3 separate regions of the Mus musculus genome follow, and all the other regions are linked to region 2. Evidence: chromatin contacts called from public promoter capture Hi-C data. All regions are on one chromosome and are shown on one strand. Each heading gives the region's core, a stretch centred on a gene start, on an enhancer-like site or on the middle of the called end of the contact. The rest is flanking DNA. Distances are from core to core; before and after follow the strand shown.

The links. Promoter capture Hi-C pulls out the DNA fragments that hold promoters and counts their contacts.
Region 1: a contact with region 2 is called in a promoter capture Hi-C map of hippocampal neurons, with 4 times the contacts expected there. The contact joins the promoter of Ajm1 here to the promoter of Pmpca in region 2. A contact is called at or near these places in 12 of 39 promoter capture datasets (the 3T3-L1 cell line, 3T3-L1-derived adipocytes, the HPC-7 cell line and 8 more), 1 of 484 Hi-C or Micro-C datasets (B cells), 1 of 115 datasets of contacts at active chromatin or transcription factors (astrocytes) and 1 of 9 other capture datasets (embryonic stem cells).
Region 3: a promoter capture Hi-C map of embryonic stem cells shows a contact between it and region 2, with 3 times the contacts expected there. The contact joins the promoter of Edf1 here to the promoter of Pmpca in region 2. A contact is called at or near these places in 4 of 39 promoter capture datasets (cranial neural crest, embryonic stem cells, hippocampal neurons and 1 more), 1 of 484 Hi-C or Micro-C datasets (embryonic stem cells), 3 of 115 datasets of contacts at active chromatin or transcription factors (microglia, neural tube and pancreatic cancer cells) and 1 of 9 other capture datasets (pancreatic islet).

Annotation. Positions count from the first base shown.
Region 1 is chr2:25,576,975-25,581,680 of GRCm38.p6, reverse strand. Ajm1 (apical junction component 1) reads left to right here and starts at 1,582. Exons shown (of 1, transcript NM_001005424.2): 1 at 1,582-4,706. The coding sequence starts at 1,784.
Region 2 is chr2:26,387,199-26,391,811 of GRCm38.p6, reverse strand. Pmpca (peptidase (mitochondrial processing) alpha) reads right to left here and starts at 2,464. Exons shown (of 13, transcript NM_173180.3): 1 at 2,380-2,464; 2 at 1,674-1,876; 3 at 1,502-1,581; 4 at 1,235-1,317; 5 at 634-728. The coding sequence starts at 2,447. It overlaps Entr1 (endosome associated trafficking regulator 1), which reads left to right and starts at 2,496. Exons shown (of 10, transcript NM_026563.3): 1 at 2,496-2,663; 2 at 2,747-2,896; 3 at 3,252-3,320; 4 at 4,141-4,256; 5 at 4,501-4,613. The coding sequence starts at 2,594.
Region 3 is chr2:25,554,898-25,559,515 of GRCm38.p6, reverse strand. It overlaps Edf1 (endothelial differentiation-related factor 1), which reads right to left and starts at 1,669. Exons shown (of 5, transcript NM_021519.2): 1 at 1,487-1,669. The coding sequence starts at 1,564. It overlaps Gm35476 (a long non-coding RNA gene), which reads left to right and starts at 1,988. Exons shown (of 4, transcript XR_866044.3): 1 at 1,988-2,061; 2 at 4,371-4,618.

The DNA.
Region 1 (4,706 bases), core at 333-2,832, 810 kb after region 2:
TATATATATATATATTTATAGCGGGGCCAGGTACACACTGGGACCGACCTGGGCTATGCAGACTACTCGGGCTCGGCTCGTGGAGTAATCACCAGGTAAGAGGCCAAGCCAAACTGCCCAGCATGTGGAGCTGTTGGCACGGGAGGGGGCTGCACGGAAGGATGAGGAGTCCCCGCCCCCAAGCAACGCAGACTAGGTTCTTGCTGATGGCTGCTCCAGGACGGGCCAAAGCAGGACTGCTATTTGGGAAGGGCCTTCAAAATACCTAGGATACAAGAGCAAGCCCCAACCCCATCCCAAAGGGAGCGTGTGTCACAGTGCACTGCTCCTGACAGCTGCAGCCAGCAAAGCCGACTGTCACCTTCCTGGGGCGGAGCCTCAGACCCTGTCATCTCACCCAAACTCTGACCTGGCACTGAGTTTAGAATGAAAGGGGTCTTAATAGGGTCGGCATGAACCTGGGTTTGGAACAAGCCTTGGTACTTAGTAGCTCTGACTCCAAAGAGCACCCCTCTAACAGCCCCTTGTACACCTGGACTAGAGACCCGAAAGGCCCATCCACTTACAAGTCCTGCCAGGCCCCAACACACTCTCAACTTCCTCTGGAGCAGATGTCCTGGGAGTAGGTGCATTATGGGGGGAGGGTGTGTGTGTGTGTGTGTGTGTGTGTGTGTGTGATCGCCTTCTTAAACCCTCTTTCTCTAGCCAGCTCCAGGCCCTGGAGACCACAGACACTGGTGGCCCACATCTGAACATTAGCCTAGATCGTTTTCAGCCCATAGCTCCAGGGATGAACAACCACACGTTTCCATGGAGCTTTCCAAAGCCAGAGTGGGAAGGACTCTGTCCTGGGGAGGGGCTTTCCCGCCCTCTCCTCTGCCTCCTCCTAGCTAGCAGCCTCCTGGCTTGGTACACTAGTGGTAGTTTTCAGCTTAGAGGAAGGACACCATGAACTCGTGGCTCACATGGCCCCACGTGGTTCTGTAGCCTAAACCTGGCTTTAGCACACACTGGGGGTGGGGGAAGGGTCCATGTGCAATTCTGCAAAGCAGGAGAGTCTTGCTGTAGCCTTCTCTGTTCCAGCAAGCTTGGTGGGTTTCATTCAAGCAACTGGGGTCCAAGATTTATGCAAAAGGAAGAGGGATTTGAGACCCAAGAAAACTCTGGGATCATTCCTCTGCCTAGGACCTCATCGAGTTGAGGGGACTTACGCTTAGTTAAAAAGGACTTGAGTGCTAGGAGAAGAGTTCTCTGCCCAGCCTAGTCGGCAGGCAGGAACCATTCATTGACTCACCTGGGACTCTGCATTATCAGAGGGTCTACCTGTAAGGAAATCTAAAAGTGCATCGTTCCAACTGTAGGCACCAGAGGGCAGTAGTGCTGAGATCACGTCCCGCTTTGATCTACCTAAGCCTGCCCAACCGACCCTAGTAGGGGGAGAGAATGCCTGGCAGGTTTAACTCAGGAGTTCCCTCTACAAAGAAGGTCCACAGTAGCCTAAATTCTCCTGGCCCATCTACCCCACAGGTCGCATGGACTGTGAGCTTTCTCCTGCAGGTACATCTAACATAGGCATGGAGGCAGCACCAGAAGCCTTGACCATGACCTGCAGCCAAGGCTGCACCATCCCCTATGCCCCAGGTAAGCCGGACCAGCACGTGGGGTGGGGTGGGGTAAAGGGCTTGGGGTGCAGAGGAGGCTGCCCTGACCGGTATCTCCTCCCAGGGCAAAATCCCCGAAAGGCCGTGTGACTGGAGCTGCCAGCCTGGGGACGTCTTTTAAGATGACCCGCACGGACCCGCCGGACTTGCTGGTGTCGACCGTGTACCAGGACATCAAGGTGGTGGACCCAGGGCTCACGTCCAAACGCCAGCCATGTGAGCGATCCGTGGCCCGGCCTGCTGCGCCCACGCCTTTCAACAAGCGCCACTGCCGTAGTTTTGACTTCTTAGAGGCACTGGACGAGCCCACCATGGAGACACACCCAGAGCCGCCACCTCCTGAACCTGCGCCACCGCGCGCCCGACCCAGAGACAGCGAGCCTCGGCGCCGCACCCGTTCCAAGAGCGCGCCCCGTGCGTCCCAAGGCCTGGCGACTGCTCCAGCTTCGCCGCCCGTACTGCAACGCAGAGGTCGGGAAGCCCAGCGTGCAGTGCGGGTGGAGGGGTCGCCGCGCCGGGAGCCCTCGTATCCTGCGCTGAGAGCTCTCGCTAATGAGCTGCACCCCATCAAGCTCCAGCCACAGCGGGGAGGCCCCGGACGCATCGCGCCTCTATGCGCCACCCCAGGCCGCTGCGCACCACCGGAACCACCCTCTGGACCTGTCCCCCATGTCCGCTGCCGTTTGGACATCAAGCCGGACGAGGCAGTGCTGCAGCACGCCGCCCGAAGCTCGCGATCTTGCGCACCTAGAGAGACGACGTCCTGGGCTCGCACAGCTCCACAGTTCCATGGCCTCACAGTTCCCGGCCCTCGCCACGTGGCCCTGTCACGCACTCCTACCCCCAGTGACTTGTACTGTACTGACCCCAGAACTCTGTACTGTGACGGGCCACTGCCTGGGCCCCGGGACTACTTGGAGCACCGCAGTCAACCCTTCACAACGCCTCCAGGTCCCACCCAATTCTTCTACACCGAGGAGCCAGAGGGCTACGCAGGCAGCTTTACCACAAGCCCCGGCCTTCCCTTTGATGGCTACTGTTCCAGGCCCTACTTGTCCGAAGAACCCCCTAGACCCAGTCCAAGGCGTGGGGGCAGCTACTATGCTGGCGAAGTACGCACCTTCCCGATCCAGGAGCCCCCCTCCCGCTCCTACTACGGGGAGACAACTCGAGCCTACGGTATGCCTTTCGTTCCCCGGTATGTCCCAGAAGAGCCCCGGGCGCACCCTGGAGCCCGCACTTTCTACACCGAGGACTTTGGGAGGTACCGAGAACGCGATGTACTGGCTCGGACTTACCCGCACCCGCGCAGCAGCCCACCCTGGGCTGACTGGGGTCCGAGGCCTTACCGCACCCTTCAGGTAATGCCGCCTCCCGCCCCTGGACCACTGTTGGCCTCGTGGCACGGCGGCACCGGCACAAGCCCACCCCGGCTGGCCACCGATAGCCGCCACTACTCTCGATCCTGGGACAACATCCTAGCTCCTGGTCCTCGTCGTGAAGATCCTCTAGGACGCGGCCGCAGCTATGAGAACCTCCTGGGACGCGAGGTTCGGGATACGAGGGGTTCATCCCCTGAAGGTCGGCGTCCACCAGTCGTAGTGAATTTGTCCACCTCACCCAGACGCTATGCAGCACTGTCGCTGTCCGAGACGTCGCTGACAGAGAAGGGCCGCGCGGGAGAGAGCCTGGGCCGCAACTGGTACGTCACGCCAGAGATTACCATCACAGACAACGACCTGCGCTCAGTGGATCGCCCGACTGCCAAGGGCTGGGAATTGCCTGGAGGCCGACCACGGCAGCCCGTATCCACGGTCCCTGAGGGTCCTGCTTCAAGCCGCCAGCGCAGCCTCGAGCAGCTGGACGAGCTCATCACTGACCTGGTCATCGACTCACGGTCGCCAGCCCAGGCCCCGGAGCCTGCCGCCGAAGGTTTAGGCCGCCAACTACGCCGCCTGCTGGACTCACGGGCTGCAGGCCCTGGAGGGGCCACCCTGCTGGCGCCATCGCGCTCGCCCCCGGCCTCGGCTGGCAGCACTGAAGAGCCCACCGGCTCGGGGGAGGCAGCGGACGCCTCCCCCGAGCCCAGCGCAGACGAGGATGACTTGATGACCTGCTCCAACGCGCGCTGCCGGCGGACAGAGACCATGTTCAACGCCTGCCTCTACTTCAAGTCGTGCCACAGCTGCTATACCTACTACTGCTCGCGTCTGTGCCGCCGAGAGGACTGGGACGCGCACAAGGCGCGTTGCGTGTACGGCCGCGTGGGCAGCGTGTGCCGCCACGTGCTGCAGTTCTGCCGCGACAGCAGCCCAGTGCATCGCGCCTTCTCTCGCATAGCGCGCGTCGGATTCCTGTCGCGAGGCCGTGGCGTGCTGTTCTTGGGCTTCCCGAGCCCAGGCTCTGCCGACAACTTCCTACGCTTTGGCCTCGAAGGGTTGCTGTTATCGCCCACCTACCTGTCGCTGCGTGAGCTGGCTACACATGCGGCGCCCCTGGGTAGCTATGCACGAGAGCTGGCGGCAGCAGGAAGGCTCTATGAGCCGGCAGAGTGCTTCCTGCTTAGCGTGTCCGTGGCTGTGGGCCCCAGCGCTGCACCCCCCGGAGCCGCTGCCCGGCCCGCGCCGCGCACTCCTGGGCCCACGGTGCGCAAGTTCGCCAAGGTGGCTCTGGCCGCTGGCAGCCCGACGCGTCCTCCTCCTGCGCGTGGCGGAGAGCCAGATATGGAAACCTTGATCCTGACGCCACCCCCAGGTACTGCGGGCCTGGACGAAGAAGGTGAGGCCGGCCGGCGCGCACGTGAAGTAGCCTTCATCCATATCCAACGTGAGCTTCGAATGCGCGGCGTCTTCCTCCGCCACGAATTCCCACGGGTCTATGAGCAGCTCTGTGAGTTTGTGGAAGCTAACCGGCGCTTCACGCCCACAACCATCTATCCCACGGATCGGCGCACTGGCCGCCCCTTCATGTGCATGATCATGGCTGCATCGGAGCCGCGTGCACTAGATTGGGTAGCCAGCGCCAACCTGCTGGACGACATCATGT
Region 2 (4,613 bases), core at 1,215-3,714:
TGACCTGAGCAGCCGGGCCTGGCTAGGTGCTTGCTATCGTGCTAGCAAAAGCTCTGGAGCACCTGCAAGGGAGGAGGCCAGATGAAAATTAGGGCCCCCGGCCTCTTGTCTTTTTCTGTTCTGCAGACCTTTGGACCTGCTCCAAGCTCTGCTGCTTCACCTGCTGTCTGTTCCAAAACACACCTGTGAGGACACAAGGTGGCTGTGGTAACACTTAGGAACCAGACACCCCCTGAGTCAGGGCTCCATTCCTCCGCTGGAGACATGCGGCCAGGCTGCTGTGAAACTGGGCAAAAAGCAGCTGGCAGGGCTAGCTGCTGCGCCCTCTCCCATCCTAACAGGACTCAAAGACTCGGAGGATAAAGGAGACCAGGCAAGAGAAACTTCTGTAGGCATGGCATTCATGCTTACACACGGGATGAGGGACATTTCTGAGCAGAACTTTAGTAAACCCTTTAAGGTCTCGTTTAGATATATTAAAGGATGAAACATTGTGTAGAACACTGCAGGCTTGTTTCAGCACTGGCACTCTCCAATGATTGGCACATGAGTGCCCGGCTCTAACAGTGCCTCCCCACAGGAAGTTATAGCCCTTCCAAAGCTCCTCCTGACCACCCAGCCTCAGAGCCACACCTGTCAGTCGGGGGTGCAGAACCACATCAGCCAACAGATCCACCACAGTGTCCAAGCCTTTGCTGTCAGCAGACACAGCATACATGGTGGTGTCTCTGAAAGGAAATAAGCCACAATAGCAGGTGCATGGTTTACACCAGATAACAACTCAGTCACTGAGGCCCTTCATGCCAGCAAAGACACTACCACTACCTCTTTCTTGGGTGTGAAGGCCTTCTGGGAGCCACAACTGCCCACAGTGAAGCTCTCCATGAGATACTTTGGAACCAGAGGAAACTGGTTCTCCTCTCTTCACAGAGGAAGTCTCTCACTCAGGGCTTCCTAGGCCTGGACAAATAACCAGCTGGTCTAAATGAAGACTGGTTTCACATGGACACATGCCCAGCTTCAGATAGCCAGCAGCAGCCTGCCTGTTTAGCTTAGCATTCTTCCCAGGTAAAGGCCTGGACAATTAAAGGTCAAAGGATGTCAGAGAAGAAACTAGTATGGAATGCTTTCTGTCCCCAACATCAGGCATGCTGTGGATTTTCAGAGAGACTCTAAGAGACTCTGACCAAGGATGAGGAGGACATGATGAGGAGGACAGATGGACATGAAATACCTTGAGGTCTGGCAGTCACAGATACCACCATGTTTTTCCAGCGTAAGCAGGATTTCGTCTTTGCTGTCAAATCGAGCAGTGGACTATAAAAATAATTAAGCTTAAGTAAATAACCCAAAATCCATTAAGTGTACATTTGCTTTCAAACACACAAAATCATGTCAGAAGTCTTTTGTGAGCACCAACTTCATATTCAGATCCTTAACTAATACAAGTTCTTAAAAAGGAAAACTGAAAACTTATAAAAATTACAAATTAGACACTGACCGAAAATGCCAATTTTTCCAAAAAATGAGCTATTCCACTAAGATATTTCGCTTCATATCGTGATCCTGAATTAATAAGAACTGGTAATAAAAAGAAAATGGACAGGTTAAGCCAAATATTCAAAACATTTAATCAACAGAAAGTTTTCAAAACAATGGCCAATAGAACTTACTTCCTACGGTACAGAATTGTCCAAACTTATTTTGAGATGCCACACGAAGCCCATTGTCCAGAGTGGTAACTTTGGTTTCAAACTTTTCCTGTCCATCAACTGTTGCAAAAATAGGCTTGGGTACTCCAGGCAAGGGAGAAGAGAGGGGGATGTTGGGGTAGGTGGCACCACTGCTGAACCGTCTGTGTGCAGGAGATCCAAACCTACAGCAGAGCAGCAAAATATTTAGTCTTATTTTATGTCACGGATGTATGTTCATCACAGGCATGCCCGTTGTCCATGGAGGTCAGAAGAGGGCTTTGGATCCCCTGGATAGTGGAGTTATAGATAGATGGTTGTGAGCCACCAAATGGGCGCTGGTAGCCAAACCCAGGGGAAGCAGTCAGTAGGCCTAACTACTGAGCCATCTCTTCGACCCCGGTCTTTGGGGCTTCACTGTCCACTCTGATCAGCAGGCTGCGTGAGAAACGAGTTCCTGTGCATATGGGCCTGGGCAAGCCCGGCCCCTCAGGGCTTCGCTTTGGTCTAAAGGCTCCAGCCGAGGGACTCTGCCGACCACTCCCAACCAGGTTCCAGTCCCCAGCTCCTTCTCCAGGCCCAAGGCGCCTGTGCTCTGATCCAGAGGCCCATTCTTCTCTTCCAGTTCCCCCCGGTACCAACTCCCCCGAGTCCTCCCTTCCTCGCACCGAGACAGGCCTCGGCTCACCTGGGCCGCGCGCACAGCACCGCAGATCCCCGAAGCAGCCGCGCAGCCGCCCACACTGCCGTCGCCATCGCGCCGCCGCGCTTCTGCGGTCACTTCCGCTTCCGACCCCGCCCCGCGGCGTTCGGCGCTGGCTTCCGGCCCGCCGAGCCGGATGAGGCAGGGGCCGGCGACTGCCTTGCGGGCCATGGGGCCGCGGCCGGGTTAGGGCGCGGCGATGTCGGGCTACGCGCGGCGGCAGGGCGCGCCCCCTCTATCGCGGACGCGGAGCCTTGTGGTTCCCGACGGTGAGCGGCGCGCGGCTGGGGCAGGGCCGGGGGGCGCGGGCGGCGGCGGCCCGCGGTGAAGCCGCTCTCGTTGTCGCTTACAGCTCCTGCGTTCTATGAGCGCCGGTCTTGTCTCCCCCAGCTAGACTGTGAGCGCCCCCATGGCGGGGACCTGCACCCCCATCTCTTCGGCTTTCGGCCGACGTTTATGTGCTATGTGCCCAGCCCGGTGCTGGCTTCGGTAGGAGACACAGGTGAGAGTCGGTCGGGGCGCCGGCCACAGTGCGGAGCTGGGCAGCGCGGGGAGCCCTCCCCACAGCCCGCCCGCCCGCCTCAAGGCAGGAAGGTAGTGCCTGGTGGAGCTCGGAGGCCACTTAAGCCCACCGGCTTGGGCAAGGCCAGGGGCTGGACCTAGCGGGTCTGCGTTCCACCTGCAGCTGCTCTTAGAGCGCGCAGGGATGTGTAGTTTACCGCATCCAGCCTCAGAAGACAGCTTTCTAGTCCCAGACTCAGTGGGAGTCAGGCGTCTGCGGTCTTCACCTCCCTGGACAAACGCTGCAGTCATAAGGCTTGCTGTGATCACGGTGAGCTGACCATGTCTTTTTGCAGGTTTTGGCTATGGAAAGGGGAAATGTACTAACCAAGGTCCTTCGGGAGCCCCTGAGACGCGCTTTGGAGGTAGAGTAGCTCAGTGGGTCTTCTTTCCCTCTTAGACTCAGTGCCTGGCAGGGGTCTGGCCATGGGCTTTCAGGATGACAGGGTTTAAGGGGTATATACCTGGAGCCCAAAAGAGCAGTGGAGCCGGGCAGTGGTGGCGCACGCCTTTAATCCCAGCACTTGGGAGGCAGAGGTAGGCGGATTTCTGAGTTCGAGGTCAGCCTGGTCTACAGAGTGAGTTCCAGGACAGCCAGGGCTACACAGAGAAACCCTGTCTTGAAAAACCAAGAAAAAGAAAAAAGCGACATAAGATGTAGGTGTTATGAGACCCACATAAGCAACTGAGTCTGATAGGTGTGGAGGTAGAGGCTGGTCAACTAGGGTAGTTGGAGAGAAGGTCAGAGGAAGGGATGGCATAGAGCAGTTCCTGAGATGCACTGTGGCATCTCAGCAGCTTTGAATCGCCTACAGTAGCCTTCAGCCCACTGTGTTGTGTGTTTGTGTGTGCGCACAGGGGGTAGTATGTGTAGGGGGGTGGAGTGAAGTCAGCCTCAGCAACCTACAGGCTTTACTGGGGAACTGGGCATATGACTCAGAGGTAGATCAGTTACCTGAATGTGGGTGGACCCCTGGACTTGACCTTTGTTTGGCACAGCATTTTTTGTTTCTTTTAAAGTGGCAAGGGTTGTCTCAAGGAGGCCAAAGGGTGAGAGCCTGCATATTCTCTAACCTCTTTGGCAGCTCTCATGTTCTGTAATGTTCTTTGAGTTACAGTTGAAACGTGATGGTAACACAGGATGTTGGGCCCTTTCACAGTCTTCTGTGGTGTTCGTTTTTTCAGGTGACAAACTTGAAGACCTTGAAGAAGCCAATCCATTCTCCTTCAAAGAGTTTTTGAAAACCAAGAACCTCAGCCTGTCAAAAGAAGACACGACCACCAGCCGAATTTACCCAAAGGTACATCTGGGAAGCTGTCAGTGGTTGCCTTAAAGGACATCTCTTGTACCTTACAGCTTTGGAGGCAGACACTTGAGTGTGGGGAGCAAAGCAGGACAGATATGGCTGCTGACAGAGAGACTGTGTATGGGTGGAACAGCTGCTTGGCCCCCTTTTGGTAGATGAGATGGGCCTTCTTTGTGGGAGCATAGAGAAGGCTGAGCATTGGCTTCCAGTCTGCAGTGTTTCTCTCCACTGTTTTTAGGAAGCCTCAAGGCACCCACTGGGACTAGAGCACAGCTCCCCTGCCTCCCAGCTCATGGGATATGGCCTGGAATCTCAGCAGCCATTTTTTGAAGACCCAACAAGAGCCAGCAA
Region 3 (4,618 bases), core at 420-2,919, 830 kb after region 2:
CAACCATTACTTATGACTGGCTTACATGAGTATTTGTCTGCATACAGCGCCCATAGAGCCAGAAGCGGGTGTTGGGGTCCACCAGACCTGGAGTTACTGGCAGGTGTGAACTGCCATGTTGATGCTGGTACCTGACCTTGGGTCTGTAAGAACAGCAAGTATTCTTCACCACAGAGCCAACTCTCCAACCCTTATTACTATTTCTTACTGTGCCTAATCTATAAACTTCTTCATGGGTGGGTATATATGAGTAGGAGAACACACACTACATACAGGATCCAGCACAACTCAGTTTCAGGCATCTACTGAGCAGCCTCAGAATGTGTCCCCAAAGAAACAGGGGTACACTGTACACACATATCTAGATAACATGCATTGAACTACTGCTAAAAGAACCAACTCACTTTTACACTAAGACAGGTGTGAGCTGGGTATGGTGGCACAGGACTGTGATCCTAGCCCTCAGAAGGCTGATTCAAGCCTTCTTAGTGCTAGATACACTAGACCCAGAAATCAATATCAGAGCACGTGCATGCGCACACACAGTACAGGCGACCAGGTTCTTTATTGGAAACAGAGCTAGTTTTCTTCCAAACTCTGCTATAAAGCAGAAAGGTGTGGAATGCTGCCCTGGCTTCTTCGGCCAGTACGGTTCCTAATGAGAAATGACACACCCCACAGTAGTCTCAGTAGTCTCCCTGGGAAGTAGGACCACTAACGATGATGCCTGGGCCACAGTAACTGAGTATTAACATCCTGCTTCAGAGGAGTGGCATGTGAGCGTCTCTGTGTAATATGCTCAGACTTTCTACACACTTAAGGATGATTCCAAGTTCTCCTGAAAAGAGGACTGTGGACTTGGCTTCAACTATGGCAAATAACTCCAGCTCTGGTCAGTACCACTTAGGGAACCACAGCATCCAGGGCTCAGGGACACAGAGTTCACCTATGGAGAGGACATCAGACCAATGTCTCACACAGCCCTCTTTATAGGCTGACATCGCCTGGGTGGGCATCATGGGCAGGAAGCCACCAGTGATGCCAGCACAGGCTGATACCAGGTAAGGGCAAAACCTTCAGCAGGACTGCCCCTACCCTGGTTCCCAAGTTTCCTGCGCCTAATGCCCACGTTGCCCACCCCACATTTAGTGACCAGCCAGGTTCTCTGACCCACACTTGCACCTGTTCTCAATCCTGTTTTCATCTCCATCCAGGTCCTCACCCAGGCCTGTCCCAGTCCAGAGCCCAGGCCACATTCCCATCCCCCTGCTCCGACCTTTGCCCCAGCCTCGCGCAGGTCAGCTGCCCTCTACCCCAGTCTTTTCCCGTACTCCATCTCCAAGGAGTACCTGTTGTCCCCCAAGGTCTCCACCCTCGAAAGATCCGTTCGGGTCCCCACCCACTGCCGGATTCCCCGGCTCGGCCCAGCGACCGCAGAGCGCCGTGCGGCCCGGCAGCTTCCCGCCGCCCCCCGCTGGCTGAGCACCTGCTTAGACTTGGCCTGTGCGGCCGTGGGGCCCTTCTTGCGCAGCACCGTCACGGTGTCCCAGTCACTCTCGGCCATGGCGCGGCGGGGGCAGCGATCCGTCCGGCGGCTCTGGCAGCTGCTCGAGACCCGGCGCGGCGACGCGACGTCCCTTCGTCGCCTCCCCGCTTCCGGCGCCAGCGCCTCGGTCCCGCCCCTGGTTCCCATTGGTCGGTGGTTCCAGGAGCCCGCACTTCCCGAGCTCTGCGGCCAATCCGCACCCGGCTAGTCTAGGGACCCGCGGGGGCTGCCCGCGGGCGGCGCGTGGAGGGCGACGCCTGATCGCCGCCACGGTTCCAGTCCCGTGTCCCTGTGGCTGCGCAGGGCGGAGCGCCAGGGGTGGGAATTGTGTGGGGATCGAAGGGAGCGGAGAGTGAGGGACCCTAAAGGAGAGAAGAGCGGAGAGGACATGGAGAGCAGACGGGAGGACCGAAGAAGAGAGTGGAGGATCCCGAGAAAAAAAGTGCAGAAGAGAGAAGAACCTTAGTAAAAAGAGTGGGGACCCGGAAGAGAGCTGGGGCGGAGAGGGAACACAGGTATCTGCGAGGGGAGTGAGGCACGGAGAAGGGGGCCCTGGAGACCTACACACACGCCATGCTAGCACAGGTGCCGTACAAGTGGGATCCTACTGATCCCAGCCGGTCTCCACCACCTTACTTCTGGAGAACCTGGGCCAGCGTCCCCCACACCAGTGGGTATACACCTGTCTTCCAGGCCACGCCTTAGGAGATCCCAGGATAGAATCCAGGTTCTCTTGTGCTTGTAGCTTGGCATTATACCAGTACTTCGAAGTTCCTTTGGAGGTGCTCTCTGGGAGAGAAACAGCAGCTGGCAAATTTTGTGGGGCCAGAAACATGTGAACCATTGATGGCTTCTTTGGAATACATAGAAACAAAATTACTTTAAAAATAAGCAACTCAGCCTCGAGGTGGTGGTCTTTAATCCCAGCATTCGGAAGGCCGAGGCAGAAGAATCTTTGGGTACGAGGTCAGCCTAGTCTACCAAACGAGCTCCGGGACAGCCAAGGCTACATAGAGAAACTGTCTCAAAAAACAAACAAAAACACCCTATAAATACAAAAATACACACACACCAAAAAAAGGAGCCTGGAGAGATGCTCTCTCTCCAGGAACTGCTCTTCCAGAGATCCTGAGGTCCCAGCAACCACATAGTGGTTCTTGACATCTGTATTTGAATACTATGCCTTCTTCTGATGTGTCTGAAGACAGCTACCGTGTACTCATATACATTAAATTAATAATAATAATAATGTAAATTACTTCTGCAACACCCGTATTTGCCAGGTGGAGATATGAGGATCAGAAGGTCAAGGTTATCTTTAGCTACAAAGCAAGTTTGAGACCTTCCAGGACTACATGGAACCCTGCTTGGGGAGGAAAACAAAATGATTATAGAGGCATAGTGGCTAAGAGCATTTGCTGCTCTTGCAGAGAACCTGAGAACAGCAGGATGTAACTCTAACTCCAGCGGCATTGATTCCCTCTTCTGGCCTCTGAGGGCACTAGGCACACAGTTGGTGTACAGACATGTAAAGGCAAAATGCCCATACACTTAAAACAAGATGGAATACACACCACACACACTCCACACACACACCACACATACATGGTGGTGGTGGTTTGGTTTGGTTGGTTTGTTTGTTTGTTTGTTTAAAGGCTCACTGTGTGGACTGGCTAGTCTGGAACTCATAAAGATCTGCCTGCTTCTACCTCCTGACTAGTGGGATTAAAAGCATGCACCTTCACTCTGGATACCAAAAAATAAAATAAAATAAAATTTTTAAAAAATCACACTTTAATTTTATTTTTAATTAAAAAATGGGGTGATGGCTTTGCAGTAAAAAGCACCGACTGCTCTTCCAGAAGACTTGAGTTTAATTCCCAGCACCTACAAGGTGGCTCCCAGGCATCTATAATTCATCTCAGGGGCTCAGATGCCTTCTGGCCTCCACAGACACGGAACACATGCTGTGCATAGATTTACATGCAGACCAAGTATCCATAAATAGAAAATAAAAGGTTTAAAATCTGTGGGGTTTTTGTTTTGTTTTGTTTTGTTTTGTTTTGAGACAGGGTCTCAGTATGTAACTTTTGCTGGATTGAATTTGATATGTAGTCCAGGCTGGCCTAAAAGATCACAGGGAGCCACCTGCCTCTGCCTCTGGAGGGCTGGAATTAAAGGTGTGCACCACCACTCCTGGCTAAAAAGTTTTAAAATAAATCTTTTTTTTTTTTAAGATTTATTTATTTATTTTATGTAAGTACACTATAGCTGTCTTCAGATACTCCAGAAGAGGGCGCCAGATCTTGTTACAGATGGTTGTGAGCCTCCATGTGGTTGCTGGGATTTGAACTCAGGACCTCTGGAAGAGCAGTCAGTGCTCTTAACCCCCGAGCCATCTCTCCAGCCCTTAAAACAAATCTTAACAGTAAGTTACAGAAATACTTTTTTTTTCCTCCTGATGTGCATTTGTTTTCAATTTGGGGAGGGATGGTATGTGTGTAAGTCAGAGGACAAGGTGGCACACACCTTTAATTTCTGCCCTTGGGAAGCAGAGGCAGGTGGATCTCTCAGAGTCCCAGGTCAGCCAGAGATACACAGTGAGATCCTGTCTCAAAATAAAAAAGTGATAATATAAAATTTTATATTTATATAAATTATATGCATATAAATATATATTCTATACATAGCATATAAGTATAAATTATATACTATATACTTATATAATTTATATTTATATAAATTATAAATATATATATAAATATAAGTTTTATGAAGCCGTATAAACTGTGTGCCTCTCTCTGTTTTTGCTTGCTGTCTTCAGCTGTGTTCTCTGCCCTCTCATGAGCTTGGCAGAATTCTTTCCTAAGAGGATAACTCAGACATTTTCCAAGGGTTCGTCCAGGTTTCTCCATCCTGAGAAAATTCAAGACATCTCACTGATGAGCTCAGTGGTAACAGGCACTACAGGGCTGACCCTGAGACAAGAGTTCTGATAAATACAATTGCGTCCATGAACGGTAAAGGATCTTTTGGCTGCTCATTATGGAGCTCAGTCTGGCCTGGAACTCA